2 separate regions of the Ovis aries genome follow, and region 2 is linked to region 1. The links are chromatin contacts, called in public Hi-C maps. All regions are on one chromosome and are shown on one strand. The core of a region is the stretch at or near the end of the contact, and the rest is flanking DNA. Distances in the headings are between cores, read along the strand shown.

What was found. Hi-C and Micro-C count contacts between places; a contact is called where the count stands out from the background.
Region 2: a contact with region 1 is called in a Hi-C map of skin fibroblasts, with 3 times the contacts expected there. The contact joins two enhancer-like sites. A contact is called at or near these places in 6 of 16 Hi-C or Micro-C datasets (hypothalamus, liver, mixed tissues and 2 more).

What each region holds. Positions count from the first base shown.
Region 1 is chr3:165,526,754-165,529,774 of ARS-UI_Ramb_v3.0, reverse strand. No RefSeq gene overlaps it. Among named protein-coding and RNA genes, the nearest start is that of TESPA1, 58 kb to the right of the region's middle. Within about 2 kb of position 1,459, at least 2 of the 54 cell types and tissues checked have an H3K27ac peak or open chromatin away from gene starts, as enhancers often do.
Region 2 is chr3:165,738,272-165,741,292 of ARS-UI_Ramb_v3.0, reverse strand. No RefSeq gene overlaps it. Among named protein-coding and RNA genes, the nearest start is that of NTN4, 24 kb to the right of the region's middle. Within about 2 kb of position 1,537, at least 2 of the 54 cell types and tissues checked have an H3K27ac peak or open chromatin away from gene starts, as enhancers often do.

The sequences.
Region 1 (3,021 bases), core at 210-2,709:
ACAACTAGCTATAACAGTGACATAAAATTAAATGTTTATTTGTTAACACTATCAAATAGCATTATGTTCCTATTTAAAACATGACTGGAACATCCCTGGAGGTCTAGTGGGTTAAGACTTCATGCTTCTGCTGCAAAGGGCATGGACTCAATCCCTGGACAGGCAATTGAGATCCCATAGGCCACATGGTGGGCCCAAAATAAATAAGTAAATAAATTTTTAAAAAGTAAATGAGTCTACTGTTTCTACATTTCTCTCATTCTTAAAAGATAACCTTAGTTATGTTTCTTATGTACTTATGTGTGTGTGTGCAAGTTGATTCAGTCATGTCCGACTCTGCGATGCTACGAACTGTAGCCCCCCAGGCTCCTCTGTCCATGGGATTCTCCAGGCAAGAATACTGGATTGCATTTCAATGCCCTCTTCCAGAGAATCTTCCTGACCCAGCAATCAAACCCATGTCTCTTACATCTCCTTCAGTGGCAGGCGGGTTCTTTACCATCAGCGCCATCTGGGAAGCTGCTTATGTACTTACAGATGATCCCAAATGGTTTAAAACACATACATGCTTCTTGAGAGGAAACAGAACCATTTCTAGTACAACATGTATCTAAGAGACTTACATTTCACTCTTCGAAGTGAAGTGAAGTAAAAGCGGCTCAGTCGTGCCTGACTCTTTGTGACCCCATAGACTATATAGTTCATGGAATTCTCTAGGCCAGAATACTGGAGTGAGTAGCCTTTCCCTTCTCCAAGGGGATTTTCCCAACCCAGGGACTGAACCCAGGTCTCCTGCATGGCAGGTGGATTCTTTACCAGCTAAGATACAGTCAAGCACAAGAATTTCACTCTTTATGTAAAGGTAAAGAGTTTTTGGTCACTTTGTTTTCTTCACTACTCTTTTTTTCTTAAGTGGAACAAGGAAAATTCTGTTTCTGTGCTTATTCACAGTTCTCAGCATGTGAATTAGACAACATCTTTGCCCCTCTTAGAAAGTTTTTTTCTAACATAGCAAATTATAATTTTGAAGTCTTTTCTTTATTCAATTGTAGAGGGTTTTTTTTTTTTTTTGAAGAATTATGACTGATGATCCAAAAAACTCAATGATGCCTAGCAAAATTCCATCATCTAATTTCCCAAGGGCTACTAGAGAGCCCTACCCCACCAGCCAGGATACACAAGAACTTTGTTTTAAAGCAGTTCCACATGATTGCCTATTTCTCCCTTGTATTCTCCATGGCTGGGAATTACCTCTTTGAAAAACACAATGCCATGCTGATTGTGCGTTTTTCATTAAAATGTGGCCGGTTACCAGGTTGGTATCTGAGCTCCACATTCAGCTAACCCTTTGACCAAATTCACACCCACATATCTTGGACATTCTTCTGGCCTAAAGCTACACCCAGAGCATCTGTTCTGTGCAAAGGATTCATGAGAAAAAAATGTGTGTGCAGGTCAGGAGCCAGTTTAGTAACTGTACTAAACAGTTGCTTGTACAGTTTAGTAACTGTACAAGCATCCCTTCTGATGCTTGATCAGCCCACAAAATCCTTGAGGCAACTATCAGACATGTGCAGTTTGTGGCTTGTTTAAAAATCTTTTTAAAGTTCTCATCTTAAATAGATGGGAAAGCAGCAAGGAAAAACAGAGAACATTTTCTTTGTTTTAGTTCTTTGACATTTGATAAGCTCTTAGCGTTTCTAATACTAGATTCTTAAAAAAGTCTTTTCCTTAGGAATCTAATAAAAGTTTGGATTTTTCCCCCACAAGTGGAAAGAACAAGGAAAATACTAGTTTAAACCTTAAAAATAAGGAGGAAAAATTTTATATATATTTTCCTTTACCCATAACTCTTTCTCACCCTCATTTCTCTGCATCATCTCTTTAAAAAAAAAGCTTAAAGGTAACCAATTCTAAGAAGTGGAACCCAACATATATTTAAGAAAAATGTATTTTTAAAATATAGATATTGATATGGATATAACTTATTTTTTAAGTTAATGCCATGGAAAAAATGACACTAAAGATGGATGGATATACATTATTTTAAAAATCCCCCAAGTTGGATTGGCATATATATATTACTATATATAAAATAGATAACTAATGAGAAGTGACTGTGGAGCATAAGGAACTCAATGCTCTGTGATGACCTAAATGGGAAGGAAATCCAAGGAGGAGGGGATATATGTATGTATATGTATGTGTAGCTGATTCACTTTGCTGTACAGTAGAAACTAACACAACATCGTAAAGTAGCTATACACCAATCATAAAAAAAAAAAACCTCCCAAGTTACACTATATAAATCCTCAACCAAATTTCCCTCTTGTATATAGAGGTGACTAAAGAAGCCTCACCGAGTTATGCCTGAGGAGATGAGTTTAGGAAATATATAGAGTTACTCTTTTATAAGCAAAGGTATAACATTTCCCTCTAGGGCTCTTTGCCAGGCAATTAAGGAGCCAACACCATCACACATCCTATGGTAGAACCCAGTGAGTTCTTGTGCCCAAAACAATAAAGAGGACCCTCTGTTCTAGCCATCAGATGTTATAGCCATCTCACTGAATGTCCTGTAAGTGATTTCGACTAGTTAGTTGTCCTTCACGGCATTCTGTGTCTGGAATACTATTATTGCCTCTCTTTCTCCCTTCCAGGCTATAAAAAGAGAATTGAGTTTCCTCCTCACTGTGTCACTTGCCACACTTAGGGAGGCAAGAATTTGTCAAAAAATGTGGCAGAGGTTAACAGTAGCGCTTACAGAAACACTGGCGAAACTTCGTAAGAAAGCAGTTTCAACTACAATGGATCCCCAAAGCATTGGCCAAAATCAATAACATAGTGAAAGTAACGCCACTAAAAGGAACTAAAGGAAAAGAGTAAACACTAGTTCCTCAAGTCAACAGAATTCAAGTGTAATTTTGGCTTATTATGTTTGTTATTTCTTTGAAAAGGAAACAAAGGTCTAATAAAATGACACTTGTTATTTTCAATAGTTTTCATTAATTTTGATTGTTT
Region 2 (3,021 bases), core at 288-2,787, 210 kb before region 1:
TGCAAATTAATGAAATTTCACTACATCATGTAAAAACTCTTAAAACCAAGTAAATTTGAAATCTGTTTATTGTCTTTGTTTCAGATTCTTTCCTCATTTAAAAGGCCTCCTCTTTTCAGGAACTCTCGGTTCTGTTGGTCACAGTCTCAGTCTACCAATATCAGGTGTTGAATAACAAACAGAATTTTTCTTTAACATGACAATTCTTTTTATTTAGACAACTTAAGGCCATAGTTACAATAGGATACTGAGCTGGTTTTTTTTTTTTTTTTAAATTGTGGTTTTACTCAACAGAGATCATGTCAATGCTATGAAAATTGTAACAGGATTTATTTTTCTCTTATTATGCAATCCTACTGGTGGCTCAGATGGTAAAGAATCTGCCTGCAATGCAGGAGACCCAGGTTTGATCCCTAGGTCAGGAAGATCCCCTGGAGAAGGAAATAGCAACCCACTCCAGTATTCTTGCCTGGAGAATTTCATGGACAGAGAAGCCTGGCTGGTTACAGTCCGTGGGGCCTCAAAAAGTCGGACATGAATGAGTGATTAACACATACACACATGCAACCCTGATACACGTGCAAAGCCTTGGTAAAGTAAACTAAGAATATTTTTTCAAGTCCTAATTTGGTGCAATGACTGTGTATAGACCTAGTGGGTTATAGCATCCCTCGTGAACTTACATGTAGAAAATGGAACCTGCTATAAGAGAACAGAATCTATCTTGGGTTCTAATTATTTGTCCACCGAAAATTTTCACAGCTCGTATAGATCAAAGAGCATATGGCTTGTATCAGAGGTATAAAAGGCTGCATTGCAGCTTTTTATTCGGGCAAGTAAAGAAATATTCAGAGTTCCTTTTCCTTAAAGCAAAAAGCCTGAATTCTGATCCTTCTTTATAATTGTTGATATAAACTTTGTAACTCTAGGGAGAAAAACATATTTTCACAACCAAGTATTTTATCATTTATTCAATAAAATCTGTAAATTTTCAGTCATTGATTTAACTTTTTCTCTCTGGCCTTAGAATTTAGAAACATCTGAACTTTTCTTCATAAACACTATTATACTAAGTATTTAATTGAATGACCAACCTTTTCCTCTGAGAAAATCATCTTATATGAGTCATGGCTTAAATACTGGTATTTCTGGTTCTATAGCCAAAATCTTGTAATAATAATATTTGAGCCTTGTGTCAGTTTCTGGTTCTATGATAAAATACTTTGTTTTTATATGATAGTACCACATACTAAATTTTAGTGTTTATTTTACCATCATTATTGATACTTTAAAAATTATTAGGATGTTTTAAAATTTAGAATTTCTCAGCCTGGGGTGGAGTTAAAAGCTGCTGCGAGGTAGCATCAGACCCAGGTGTTCCTCAAAGGGAGCTCTACTTCCTCGTGCTCCTTGGAAAAGTACTTTCTTTCTGGTTCAATTTATATTGATGCCAAAGTGATTCACATACAGCTGAGACTGTACTGTGAATTCTGAACTTTGAACTTTTCCTGAGCTAGTGACTTGTGGTACAGTTTCTCATGATGCTGGGCAGTGGCAGTGAGCTGCAGCTCCAGTCAGCCACACAAGAATGTGGGTAAACCACTGATACAACTATTCTGTTGTTCACTTTCAGCACAGTATTCAGTAAATTACATGAAATATTCAACACTTTATTATAAACAGGCTTTGTGTTTTAGATGATTTTGCCCAACTGTAGGCTAATGTAAGAGTTCTGAGCACATTTAAGGTAGGCTGGGCTAAACTGTGATGTTCGGTAGGTTAAGAGCATTTTTGATTTATGATGCCTTCGGTTTACAGTGAGGTTACTAGAGTGTAACCACTGTAAGTCAGGGAAGATTTTCATTCAAATTCTTAGTGTTCTACAGTATACTTTGCTTGAAACCTTTATTATTATGAGGCAAATCTACATCACAAATAACACTGAAATATAGGAAAAATTTTAGAAGTTTTCCAACCTCATGTCTAATCACTTGATCTGGCCAAAAGTGGGGTCATCTACCCTCGAAAGGGGTAAACACCTGGTCAGTGTGTGGACTTTGCATAAGGATCCTGGATCAGTCACTCGCAGCAATGTGACCTGAGGCCAATGACCTATCTTCTCCTTGCTTCACTTCCTCATCTGTATAGTAGGGATAACAATTATACTTCTATCACAAGGCTGTTATAAGACCACTTGAGTTAATGGTGAAGTCTTCAGAGTAGAACCTGGAGCATAATTAGTGTTTTGCTAAACAAACAAACAAGAAACCTGTAACAGTAGGTGTTAAATGGCTATCATCCAGAGATGCTATAAAAGAGATTTTTTGCACCTTCAGAAAGATGACATCTAAGCTCCACTCCAGAGCTAAATTCCATTATTGTACTGGCCTTTGTGAACCTTGCTCCTATGACTTGCCTACCCAGTGTATCCAGACATTCCTTATTCACTTTAAACCTTCACTCATGCCTTTGGAGAATGTCTTTCCTGCCTTTCTTTAGCTTATCATGTCCATCAGCTACTGCTGCTTTTCTTCTATTCTTCTTCTTCTCCTTCCTCTTGTGGGCATCCCAGTCTCTAGTGTGTTTTATTGCATTATATTATTCTCTATTTGTTTTGTGTACAATTATTTATATTCCTTGGAGAAGGCAATGGCACCCCACTCCAGTACTCTTGCCTGGAACATCCCATGGACGGAGGAGCCTGGAAGGCTGCAATCCATGGGGCCGCTGAGGGTTGGACAGGACTGAGCGACTTCACTTTCACTTTCCACTTTTCACTTTCATGCATTAGAGAAGAAAATGGCAACCCACTCCAGTTTTCTTGCCTGGAGAATCCCAGGGACGGGGGAGCCTGGTGGGCTGCCGTCTATGGGGTGGCACAGAGCCGGACACGACTGAAGTGACTTAGCAGCAGCAGCATTTATATTCTTAATCAGATTGTAAACCGGTTGAGAACATTCCTACGATTCACTTATATTTCCAAGCACATAGATAAATATTTATTAAATGAGTAAATGGTAG